Regions from separate parts of the Sus scrofa genome. Here region 2 is linked to region 1. Evidence: chromatin contacts called from public HiChIP or PLAC-seq data. All regions are on one chromosome and are shown on one strand. Each heading gives the region's core, a stretch centred on a gene start, on an enhancer-like site or on the middle of the called end of the contact. The rest is flanking DNA. Distances are from core to core; before and after follow the strand shown.

Region 1 (6,557 bases), core at 1,148-3,647:
ATTTCATATGGGGATCTTTTCACCATTCTGGGCTATCATTACAAAATACATTCCAAGTTAAGCCCCTGCCATTACACAATGCAGCCTTATTTCCAATATACACAGAGTTAAATAAATTGCCCTAAGGAGCCTGCCCTAATCTGTGGGCAAAAAGCCTGCCCTGGGATCCCAGCTAAAGGTCAGAAAGAAAATATCTTTCTCAAAATGAACTGTAAAATTTTAATATTTGCAACATTAGCAATTATGAGATTATAGGAGAATAAGTGCACTAAAAGTGTATTGGGAAATTAGAAAAACATTATGTTGTCAGGCTGAGAAGATGGGATCTTTCTCACTGAGCTGCTCTGGTCAAATTAATCAAAGTGGGGGTAGAGTCCCAGATAAAGAATGCCAGAATCAAATTATTTAGCAAAGAAAGATTTGGTAGCTTTCTTCTCAATATCATTCTCTCAGTATAAACCTTGGCCTTCATTTTCTCTGTGTCTTTGGGCTTTTCACACCACCTTCCAGATCTTCAGGTAACAATTTCATGAGAAAGCGTCTGGTATGCTGGAAGTCACTGTCCAGCTAGCAAATATTAAGTCCCTATTATATACCATAATGTTACTATTTACTGTTAGAGACTTTATATTTTTTATTTTATTGAACACTTACAAGCAATTTAAAAACATCTTTGATAGAAATGGATGAACTTAAGAGGAAATAAGAGAAAAAAAATATGACCAGGGTTAATCAGATGGTCAAGTCAAGAACTACTAGTGGAAGAAAATAAAAAGGAGGAGGAAAGTGGAAGAAAATAAAAAGGAGGAGAAAAAACACATGATGCCTGGACATAGACAAAACCAGAGAAGCAAATCTTTAGCAGAGAGGGGTTGCTAGAATCCTCTGTGTTCTGCTTCACCTTTATCCCCTCATCCTCCACCTGATTCTGAGTCCCAGGGTATTTCTTATGGGTTCACCTTCTGCTTGATGTTTATAATTTCCTACTTAGACTTAAATCCATCAGAGAGACTTGCATTCAACTTAAAACACCCCTTCAACTCTCTTTTCTTCAGACTGAATAAGCATAGTTCTAGAAAACTTCCGTAATTGGTTGAAAATAATCTTTTAAATCACCTTAAATGTGGTTCTCTGAAACATTCCTAAGTTGCTTATCTTTGATTCCACCATTTAATTGGTACATTCTCTGGATAAGGTTCAGTCCTTGAACACCAGAAGCCCATGATCTGATGATCTCTGATCTTATTTTACTATCATATGCCTCCCAGGCCTAAACAAGTATCAATAGAAACCTGAAAGCCTCATTATAGAACTTCACCTATTACAACTTATTTTATGCTTTCTATCCTCAAGGAAACCAGCTGGATCTGGCCTCCTTTCCTACCTTAGTGGAAGCAAGAAGGCCAAGGTACCCTTTCCTGCTGGTAAATTTCAAAACCTCACAGAAAGGTATAGAAGCAGAAGAAAGGATCCATTAGGACTCATAAGAACTTGGTGGAGGAAGAGGGCTTATAAAAGCTGGAGATTGTTAGGATCCTAGACTGTGTGAGTTGGAAGGCCCCTTAGAGGTGTGTATCTAATTCTTTCATTTTATAGGTATATAAACTGAAGACCAGAATGTGCAAAAACCAGAGCTCTTCCTTTAGTCATGTTAATTACATGTTCTACTCAGTGACTCAGAGGCCAAATTCTTCTCAAATACAGTTGTTGGCAGGGTGGAAGGCCTAAGCAATTACTACCTTAAATCATCACAGCAGCCCCCAAAAGATTTGCCTTCTAAACCAAAAAAAGCAAAGGCATGTTGAAGAGATGAGTTTTAAACAGAAGAAGTTATCATACAAGGGCTGATGGATCAACCATGGACATTAAATATGGTTTCAACAGCACAAAAAGGATCTCAGTGAATGGAGGGATAACTTTCTTCAACAACCAGCTCTGTAAGACAAGAATTGTTTTTGTCGGAAAGACTTCCCTTCTTGAAGTCATTTTTAGCCGAACTAGAAAAATATTCCAGCCAGTCACCAGTCTGGGTGAATTTGATCATTCCATACATTTTTCTTTCTCCAGAGAGAAGCCATGCCTCCTTTTGTACAGTGCATGACAGGCGATATCCTTTCCCTCAATGCCCTCCTCTTCTTCCAGCCTGGATTTCACAGACGCAACACTGAGGTATAAAGTACCTGTTCAAAGGACCAAATGAGGAGGACAGCTCCCCAGAGTGAAAAAAAATGGCAGCTTCCATTATTACCTCCGTCAGCGGCCCCTCCTTTCTACTCATCTCAAATCTCAAAGCTCCACCACAGAATTAAAAACATAGCTCCAGGCAGCAAACCGAGATTTATGAGGAAACACAGACATTAACTCTTGCTCTAAATGCAGGGCGTGTGCTTGTAAGTATGGGTGAGCAAACAGAGGGAAGCCGCGCCAGAGGAGGAAGGAGGGCGGGCAGCCAGGGGGAGAGAGCAGTTCAGAACAACACAATCTATTTTCTAAATGTCTCCTTTTCCCTACCTCCCAGCCTGTATTGTTGAAAGGCAGGCCTCCTAGGCCCCTGAAATGTTAGTCCCTTGCTTATTTAATCTGGACAAAAGGGGGAACTGGGTTGGCACCCTGGAGGGTATTCAGTGCTCCTCTGTTCAATGAATGACCTCAGACGAAATATTTTCCATGACAAGAACCCAAAAGACGCTGGCTTCAAGTCAGACAATAAGATTTGCAGAATGTGTTTACATTCTCTCTGTGTCCCTAGGCTGTTCCAAACCCATAGGCAGGTGCTGCCTTTATCTGCTCTCTTTGCTCACCTGGCTCTCTCCCAGGAGTTTCCAAGGCCTTGGGCTCAGTGAGATTAACCATTTACTGGCATGGGTAACCAAGAAACTCTGTGGGTTATATTCCTCCAGGGAGAGGTCCGTGATGCAGTAAAACAGATCAGTAGCATCTATAAAGAGAGAATTCCAGGGGTAATGCAATGCCAGGGTAAGAACTTTCAGTGGCAGTTTGGAAGCCTGTGATCAAAGGCTAGGTCTGCCACTCATTTGCTGAGTAACTTGAACCATTTTCTTTTCTCTGCACTCCAGGGGTCCTCTGTGAAACCAGGTAGTTGAACTAGATCATCTCTAGGGTCCTTTTCTATTTCCATAAACCAGTATCTGTGCAGAAAGACCTAAATAATTGCATTACATTGTTAGACAAAAAGCCAAAGGATAACTTAATAGCTAAGAGAAATTATCAGATGGGCTGCTGAGACCTGATGTCTCATCTTAAACTGTAGAATAAAAATCCTATAGTGAAAACAAAAGTGGAATTCAGAGAAGGTGAAGATGAATAGTAACGAGAGTAACAGAAAAAGGCTATGGAATCTCCAAGGCTGTAAGTCCTTAAAAGTAAAGTCTATCTGCTTGGGAAACTTTAGACGAGTTTGTCCTTGAGATAGTCATGTTCAGGGATGAGGGGAAGAAGACTGAGGTCCAAACAAAAGTACAACCTAATATTTCATGGTTCACAGTGTGTGTGTGTGTGTGTGTGTGTGTGTGTGTGTGTTCACAGCAAATACTTAGAATAAAATAAACATGGACACTTACAATGCCAGGTACATAGTAATCACTTAATAAGTCCTTCTTTAATGATGATGGGTGAATAAATAAATTCACCAACCAAGTTAGGATGCCCGTGAGTTTGAATGCTTTTATTCCATTTGTAGAATGTTACATGTTATGGACGTACGATTCCTGAACTGACAGTCACTAAAACCTGGGTCTAATCTTAGCATCGATACTAATTTTCTGTGTGGCTTAGAGCTGGGCATAATATGTATGTGGTTCCACTTCCCTTTGCTATGTTTTCTGAAGGTTTGTATTCTCCCCAAACTCATATGTTGAAATTGTAATGCACAACGTGATGGAACTAGGAAGTGAAGGCTTTGGGAGATGATTAGGTCACAAGGGAAGCTTCTCATGAAGAACATTAGTACTTTAAAAAAAAAGAGACCCCTCAAAGTTTCCACTGTGTGAGACTACAGAGAGAAGGCACCATATATGAACCAGAAAGCAGGCCCCCACTAGACACTGAATCTGCCAGCACTTTCACCTTGGACTTCCCAGGCTCCAGAGCTGTGAGAGAGAAATTCTGGTTGTTTATAAGCTACTCAGTCTCTGGTGTTTTGTTATAGCAGCCCCATAGAACAAAGATACCCTACCTTACTATGGAGTAATAAAGGCATTGGATTAGATACCCACTAGAAGACACTCCAATTGTGCACATACCTAACATTTATGACCAGAAGGAGCCCAGGATTACCTACTTAGGGGTTTCACTTAATGACATACAGAAATATTTTCTATTTCAGAAGTAGTATGAATGGATTATTTGGATGGATGTCATTTAAAAACTTACATTCTCATTTTTTAAACAGCTTACATTAAAAATAACTATTTTATGGCTTAATAAAAATCATCATAAACTCCATATTTTAAGACATGGAAGGGATTTATTATCCATGTATGTCCTATATTCTTCATCCCTTAATTTTGCCAAAACAGAGACTGAAATCTGAAAGGTTACCTAGATTTATGGTCAAACCTCTGTAATACTTTCCTATCCTCTAAGAGTTTCCTTCATGAAATGCAACCATTGTATATGAAGAGTAAGGCTATTACTCAAAACCTAAAAGATTCTCAACTGTTCAGTTTATTAGTTCTTATATCAGCTATTGCTTCTCACACCATCAGGCTGGCATTTCTCGCTGCTATCAACATTCCTCATTCCAGCAGCTCTTCTTCTAATTTGCCGTTTCTGCACTTCCGTTGAGAGGTATATTAGGAATGCATTACTGTTGGAGTCATGGGCAAATAGTAAAACAAACAAACAAACAAAAGCCACCTCAGTCCCTTTCCTAAAGGAAAATATGTCCATTTTATGCCAACAGCTTTGGATTCACAGATGCCATCTAAATGGAAAGTTAATCCCATAAGGTTGAGGGTAAATGTTTTAGATAAAGGGAAAGAAACTGCATAGTTCTTTTAGTCCTGGGCATCTAAATGCTCATGTTTTAGAAGGTCCACTTAAAGCTCCATGCTTGTCAGAATGAAACAAATGTGATCCTAGGATTAAAAAAGATAACTTTTTAAACTGACGAAGATGACATGAAATGTTGTCACCCTTAGAGACATATACTGATAGACTGGCATTGTCATAGTCTGTATAAGGAGCCTCATGTTCTGAACTCTCCTTCAAACCCTTTAGAGTGTAACTCCCACAATATTTAACAATTGTTCTGCATGTCAACATCATCAGCAGATCCTTGTTAACATTTCTCCATAAAGACCAGATAAATTGCTCTGGATAAAATGGTAATTAGAACTCAGAGGTGGGAAAAATCCCTTAGAGTTGAGTCAAAGAAGTTTTCATTTATTCAATACATGTTTACTGATCTTCAACCTTGTACCAAGTACCATGCAAAGGGCTAAAAGAATACATAATAAGTCTTCAAGAAAGTCAGAGCAGTCCAATGGCTTTGTGAAATAGGTAGTCTTTCAGCTGGAGTCTGACAGATATGAGGACTTACTGAGAAGTCAAGAAGGTGATTGAAGTAGAATAGCATTAAGTACATTGAAGACAGAGGAAATCATGAGAGCAAAAAGCCCATTGAGTTGGGGGTGAGGAGAAAAAGAGAAAATTCAGTGTATGTACCATGATTTGTATTTTTATGATGCTCTTATTTATTCCTAATTGGGCTACATGTGAGTCATCAGAGTAGAAGAAGACCAGCCAGAGAAGCCTATATAACTTGGTAGGGTTGACGGTAGGGGGTGAGCAGGACAGTGAAAGGTCTGGAGCAGCCTAATCCTAATATAGAAGCTAGAAATAAGCCACTGGAGAATCAGCGGGGAGTGGTTTAATTAACTGAGGAAATTCATCCCTGATGGCCACACTCAAAACTAAAAAATAATTTAAAAAAATAAAAAATCAACTGCGGAAATTCATCCCTGATAGCTACATTCAAAACTAAAAAATAATTTAAAAAAATAAAAAAAAACCCAATCAAAAAATGAACAGAAGACCTAAATAGACATTTCTCCAAAGAAGACATAACAAGCACATGACGAGATGTTCAACATAGCTAATTATTAGAGAAATGCAAATCAAAACTATCATGAGATATCACCTCAAACCCGTCAGAATGGCCATCATCAAAAAGACTATAAATAATACAAGTTCTCTGGTGGCCTAGCAGTTTAAGGATCCAACATTGCCACTACTGTGGCGTGGGTTCAATCCCTGGCCCAGGAACTTCCACATGTTGTGGTGCAGCAAAAAAAAAAAAAAAAAAAAAAAAAAAAAAAAAAGTACACAAATAATAAATGCTGGAGATGGTGTGGAGAAAAGGGAACTCCCATGCACTATTGATGGGCAAGTAAAATTGTTGCAGCCACTATGGAAAACAGTATAGAGGTTCCCTAAAAAACTAAAAATAGAATTATCATATGACCCAGCAATCCCACTCCTGGGCATATATCCAGATAAGATGAAAGATCTAATTAGAAAAGAGAGAGCACTAT
Region 2 (6,612 bases), core at 2,292-4,791, 340 kb before region 1:
CTAAGAAGCATGCTGAATGAAATCTTTGGCATTTGTTTCCTCTTTCACACTCTCTCCTAAGAAACCAGTGGCCTCTCATATTTGAGAGTACTTTGGAAAGGTGTAAGGATGATCCCTAACCAAGAGGAATCAAAGACTGTGGTGTACAACAAGGAGAGAGAAAGCTCTTATTAAAAGAGATCTCTAAGACACAAAAAAGTCACTCAAATAGCACTAATGTGTACAGAATTTCCAGGCACTTGACTGCAAATGTTCACCTTATCAAATTTGCCAAAGCAAGATTTTTTTTTTTTTGGTACCTATCCTGTGAATGATAATATATCTGCATTGTTCTCTGGTATATTCCATGGCTTTATAATGAGATTACATTATTTGAAGGGACCAGAGCTGAGACCTAATCTCTTTGCATGTGTCTCTGTCAGCTTTCAGGACAAGCAGAGCATCAGGGTTCAGAGAGAACGCTAGGAACATGCTCAGCTCTTGCAAAGATGAAAAAGGAAAAGATGAGAACTTAAAGGGAGAACACCTGGAAATTTAATAACGTTTCTTCCACATCTCAACTTATAAGAGTCCTGTGTTATCATGCCCCCCCCCAACTGAACACAATTCCATTCACATGGTGTCTGGTGTCTCTAACCTGAGTACAGGTAGCAATGATTTATCTCTGAGTATCAGTGAATGCCCCATGTAAAATGGAGAAGTGGAAACCCAACTTTACCAAAATTGCTTTAGATTTCAAATGTGTTAAGCAAAAATGGGACTATTAAAAACATTCTTTGTAGAGAGCAAAGACTCTAGACTTAAAACACTCTTCCCATAGGGGACAAAATCTTTTCACTTGATCAAATATTAACTAATTATTGATTTGTAATGTCTCTTAAAAGACTTAGAAATTGATTTCCACTTATTACATTATTGTTGACTTGCTTAATTAATATAGTATGCAATTGTAAATGTTCTAAAAGAATCAATTGCAATTATGAAAAGGGGTATACCCATTTTCCAGGTAATGGATTCTTAATATAATATTAGAAACTTAGTAATTGTTTTGGACAATTAGCTCTAGGGATTAAATCGTAACTTAACTGTTCAACCTTGATAGTTATAAGAGTATTTTTTTGAAATATATTTATTTGTTTTATGTCAGTCTTCAAACTCAGAGCCTTTCAAAATTCAAACAGGAAATAAATCAGGGAGATGTGAAGCTTGGCTTTCTGAAGCTGTAACTGGATCAGTCCATTGGGGATAAAGCACAGTTAAGGGTGTTCCCTAGTGGTTTCAAAAGAAGGAGGCTCACCTCAGGAAGTACGTGATTTACCCAAGTACACAAGGACAAAAGGAAAGGAATCAAAGGCTAGTCCTCTGTCTTGCTCAAAGCCAGGTTCTCATGTACAGATTGTTTACTCAAGCTCTGATAACCAGGCTCTTCCTCACTTGTTAAAACAAGTTAGTAGTTTGTTCATTCAGCAATTATTTACTATTACTTACCAGGCAGTATGTTAATGCCAGAAATAGGAGAGAATAAATCAAATGCTAGGAGGAGGCCACAGAAAAAGATGGCGATGGAGGAGTAGCCATCAAACCCATATCAAGAGCTATGTTTGGGCATTTCAACATATATATCTCTCTTAAGCCAAATAGTAATTCTAATCCTGACCTATCTCCCTACGCTGTGGTGGGCCTGGAAAATACTCAGACAAGCCTCGGTCTTTCTTGGAACTATAAGATGTGGCAAAAATGGAGCCCCACAGCACTCCTGAGTTTATATGTGGACCTGACTGGTCTCACTTCACATCTCAGTTACCTTCAATGGCTCCCAATCAAGTTTGAAGCCCAAACTCAACAGAATGGCTTTAATGACACTTGATGATCCGACACTAAACTCACCTCATAATAAAATGTAATTCATATCCTAGTCTGAAATAGTACTGCAATTTAAGAACTCTTATTCTTTCTTTCAATCAAAACTAACCTTTCCACATTTGTTTAATGATCAATGACCTAGCTAATCTTTACGTCTCACCTCAAATATAATTCCTCAGAAATGTTTCTTATCCCTTCCCAGTCAAAACAAATCATTGCTCTTCTATACTTCCATGGCAAATTGCAAGCTCTCACTGAATTCTATCTTGTGCAATAGTACATGCCCATCTCTTTTCCTTGTAGTTGGAGATGGGGCAAAGTATTACTGTATCTCAGTCTCTACCGCCACTGTGCCTATTGTAGTGTTCATGTAAGTATGTGCTCAATAAATGCAATTAACTTAGATTGTTTTCTTTTTCTTGTCTGGATTCGGTAGGCTTAAGTTCTGGGTATGGATTAGCTACCACTTTTCTTCCAGGGACCTCTAGACCCTCTCCACTTTTATCCTTCATATTCCTGCTCTTCCTTTGTCCATCTACCAACAACCACCCCAATAATCTCCTATCACAGAAGCTCCATCGATCCCCCCCATATTCTTTATTCAAGCCCCAAGGGTCATAAGTTCAAATGCCTAAACATGCAAGGCATATAACACAAATGCAAGAATCCAGCTGGTGTAAGATAAGATATAGATGGGCCTGATTGGACACCATACATCCACATGAAGACAGCCATATTATATTTTCTAACTGCCATATTATATTTTCTAACTGCCAGAAAAACAATACTATTTGCATTATAATGCAGTTATAAGGCTACCACTTCAACACAAGACAACACATCATTCTGATAACCCACCAAACTCTATTCACTGTACCTTGGTTTACATTCTTTTTTCCTTCCCTGGAAGCACCTCCATATTTATCTATCCTTTGAAGCTTTGAGCCAGTGTTACCTGTCCCTTGAAACTTTTCCAATCCATGAGGTGAAATTTGCATTAAGCCCATTGTGCCTTAAGTACTCATTAGTGCTTACCCTACACTAGCCCTATTAGTGTATATTAGGCTTTTCCTCCTTATGCTGTCAACCCCTACTTCACTCAGCACAGTGCCTTGCACACATAAATCCTCAATATTCATTATTGAATTAAATCATGTCCCTTTTATCCCTCCCCTGAGCAGTAGCAACCAGAGTCTTGGCTCTAGGCAGGTTTCTGGAAAGCACTACACCAAAACTCTGAATGGGAAAATCTGTTTCAAATGATTAGGCAACGGTCCCTGACTCAACTGGAAGACTAGTAGCAACATCAAGGTCAAAAGTCTTATCTCTGACTACTCAAGACCCACACTGTCTTGCCTCAGGCAGGGGCATCTTTACTAAAGTGTCTATGTAGTATTTCAAACTCTCCAAGAGAACAGAGAGGCACTATCATTGATGAATACACTCTTGATATTGAATTTATTTATAGTTTTTGGAGGAAAGGGAGGCAGTTTGGTGAGTGTGCGGTTAAAACTCTAGGAACTTGGCAGCAGCCAGTGTACAGGAATTCCCCCTGCTCTGCGTTTTAACACTGCTCTGATTTGTAGACATCACAATTTAATGAAGCACACAGCTGTGCAAGAAGAGCAGGAGGAGGAGTTTGGCAATAAGGGGCCCACAGGAAATCTGGCAATCCTTGTCATCTGGAATTTCCCTAACTCAGTCCAGCCACCCCTCCTTCCATCACCCTCCTCCAGCTCAACCTCCAGTTCCTCTCTGAAATGACCATTTTAATTGCATAAATAACCAAGCAGAGAAACTGTAGTAAAAGTCCTGCCCTTTCACTCATGTTTACCAAGTATATTTTTGTAAGTCCAGGAACTAGAGTTAGGCAAACTGGCAAGATAAAATAAGAAACGATTCAAATCTTCAGCTAAAACTGTCGTGGAAACATTGAAGGAAGCTAAAAAAAGAAATCTCTTTGGGTAATATAAATGATTTCTCTTAATTAAATTAGCCCTTCCCTTTCCTATTTTAGCTGTAAACAGAAGTTTCCAAAGCAACAATTTGGAAGTTGAGAAACCTTATGGTGTCCTGTAGAGCCATGTTTTGGAGTTGGGTTCAGATCCTAGCTCAGGAGCTTATCAACTGGGAAACAAGTTATTTTGTCTCTACAAGCTTTATTTTCCTCCTCTACAACATGGGGATAATAGTATATGCTGAATGGAGTTGTTAGGAGAATTATCTGAGAAAGTATATTTACAAGGTATGACACATAGGGACACTCGATTAGTGCATGTTTTCCCTTTTACTTTCCTCTCTCACCACTTTCCCCCAACACATACAGAGATCTCCATGACATAGCACAGTTTAAAGTCCAGTGAAAAATAGACACTTTAAAAAACATAATAAATTCAAGTAAGTACTTGAGAGCTAGGTATCACACAACATATTCTTCTTGCTATTGCTAAGTGAATGATATCATAAGGGTCTTTATTTCAAGAATTCAAAGTACTTATTGACCTATATGTTTATTCATTTCCAAAATATTTCCATAAATATAAGTATGGTCACAGATATCCCATTATGTGGATAAATAAAAAAGGAAAAAAGTTAAGTCTCATGGCCCAACTCTTTAAAGGAGAACTACAATCCCTCAATTATATAATCCCTTACTCTAGTTTTCCATTTATTACACTGCCTCAGTGACTCCTCTTTGGAGTTATAAGTCAAAGACAAGACCTATGACTCACAGAAATATTTGCTAAGGACATTATAAGTAAAAAAGCAACTGTAATTCTTAAGTGAAACAACAAAATTCAATGTTCTACTCATTACATTTTCCATTAAGAATAAATATAACTTAATATAACCACAAAGTTATATTAAGTAAAGACTAGTTTAAAATAATGACAGGAAGTTCCTTTGTGGCACAGTGGGTTAAGGATCAGATATTGCCTCATCTTTGGCACAGGTTGCAACTGCAGCATGGGTTTGATCCCTGGCCTGGGAATTTTCACAGGCCATGGGTGTGGCCAAAAAATAAAAAAATAAAACAAAGTTTCAACATGAGAGTTCAGTTTTAAATTTTGTCCCTAAAATGGGAAAAAAAGAGAAAATCTAAGACAAAATAACAATGAAAGGTTGAGAGAGAAATATAATCTTGATATTTGCGAAAGTCTTATGAAGCAAAGCTACTCATGGATTTAACTCTTTTGGAATTAAAAAAAAACACTCTTTAGATTAAAAGTAAGAAAATATCACATAATTTCTTGGAAAAGCAAATTTAAATCCTACCAAAAGGAAAAAGTAGTGGTTTATTTAATATTATCTTTGTTTTCAATAAAGCCAAATAGTAATTATTGACTTAATCATGTAAAAAAATCTATAATTCAGCTGAACTTTAAATTTAAATGATGTATAAAATAGTGTATTATACTATAGTGAATTAAAAATGACAAAGAAAAAAATGGCTGAACAAATAACTACACGTGTAACTACATCAGGATAAAATAAATTACATTATTTTTGTTTGTTTTAGCCACACCCATGGCATATAGAAGTTCCCAGGCCAGGGATGGAATCCAAGCCATGGCATAGGTTGCAGCTGTGGCTATGCTAAATCCTTGAACCCACCGCATGGGGCTAGGGATCGAACACACACCTCCACAGTGACCTGATCTGCTGCAGTTGGATTCCTAACCCATTGCACCACAGTGGAAATCCCTTACATTTTGCATATGTGAGATGATTATTTTTTGTAGGAACATAGGAAAAAATTAGTTAGCACTCCACAATTTTTTAAATAATTGAAAGGTTCATAACTACTGTTCTATTAATATCTCTGATATATAGAGACATTTGTGGGTAAAAAGAAGTTTATGAAGAGCAATTATGTTTTTACATATTCTTATAAGTGATTATCATCCCTTCCATATTATGTTACTTTTTAGCAGTTTTAAGCAATGCTCATTGTAGTTTGGTAAAATAGTGGATAAGGAAAGAATCAATGACCAAATCTGCATCTCTGAATGTCAGATGATCTTATGGATTTAAGCCCCTGGCCAGCCTACTCTAAATATTCTTACATACATTGTCCTTTATAATCTATTGATTTGTAGTCAGCAAACACGCTTTAAAAGTCTCCTTCACATCAAGCACTGCTAGCTTCTTTGCCATACCATATCTTAGTAAGCATATGCCATTCGAGTATTTCCTCAGAGTCAGATTTATTCAGGCCAGAGAAGAAATTAAGCAACCAATTGAATGCTGTTGTAGGCCATGAGGCATGAGTTTAGATTTTCGTATAAAATGTGCAAGTGGCAGAACCAAAAATCAGATTCTAGTTAATGAATATAAGCGAAAGCCAAAAGACAGATTGTAGTTAAAGATAGTACATTTAGTTACTTGATTTCAATGTCAGCAAACCATTTTTAAGTTCTACGTGTTGCATACTGGCAAAGCTGCTTTCAAAGAGTATTTATTAGTCTACTGATCAAGATCATGAAATCAATTTAGTCGGCTCTAGCTAGCTTAAAGGAAGAAAGAGAGAAAGGCAACACATAATAGGTAACTCTGGAATGAAATAACCACAATGTAAAAAATGGAATATATCAGATTCTACTGCATGTAGTATGGGTAAGTATTACTTTATAAAACTTTTGATTCACCTCATAGGTATTTGTGTGTCTATGTCTGTGTGCACACTATACTCATACTACATAAACAGCGTGTTTTTATCATGGCTATTGATCAAAATATTGGAAAGCC

What was found. HiChIP or PLAC-seq counts read pairs in DNA pulled down with a chosen protein or histone mark.
Region 2: an H3K27ac HiChIP or PLAC-seq map of alveolar macrophages shows a contact between it and region 1. The contact joins two enhancer-like sites. A contact is called at or near these places in 2 of 2 datasets of contacts at active chromatin or transcription factors (alveolar macrophages and skeletal muscle).

Annotation. Positions count from the first base shown.
Region 1 is chr13:126,838,956-126,845,512 of Sscrofa11.1, reverse strand. The region is part of intron 5 of TPRG1 (tumor protein p63-regulated gene 1 protein); the gene reads right to left. Among named protein-coding and RNA genes, the nearest start is that of TP63, 270 kb to the left of the region's middle. Within about 2 kb of position 2,397, at least 28 of the 83 cell types and tissues checked have an H3K27ac peak or open chromatin away from gene starts, as enhancers often do. A contact at or near this core is called in alveolar macrophages, where this site is marked.
Region 2 is chr13:127,178,845-127,185,456 of Sscrofa11.1, reverse strand. The region is part of intron 2 of TP63 (tumor protein 63); the gene reads right to left. Among named protein-coding and RNA genes, the nearest start is that of TP63, 66 kb to the right of the region's middle. Within about 2 kb of position 3,541, at least 15 of the 83 cell types and tissues checked have an H3K27ac peak or open chromatin away from gene starts, as enhancers often do. A contact at or near this core is called in alveolar macrophages, where this site is marked.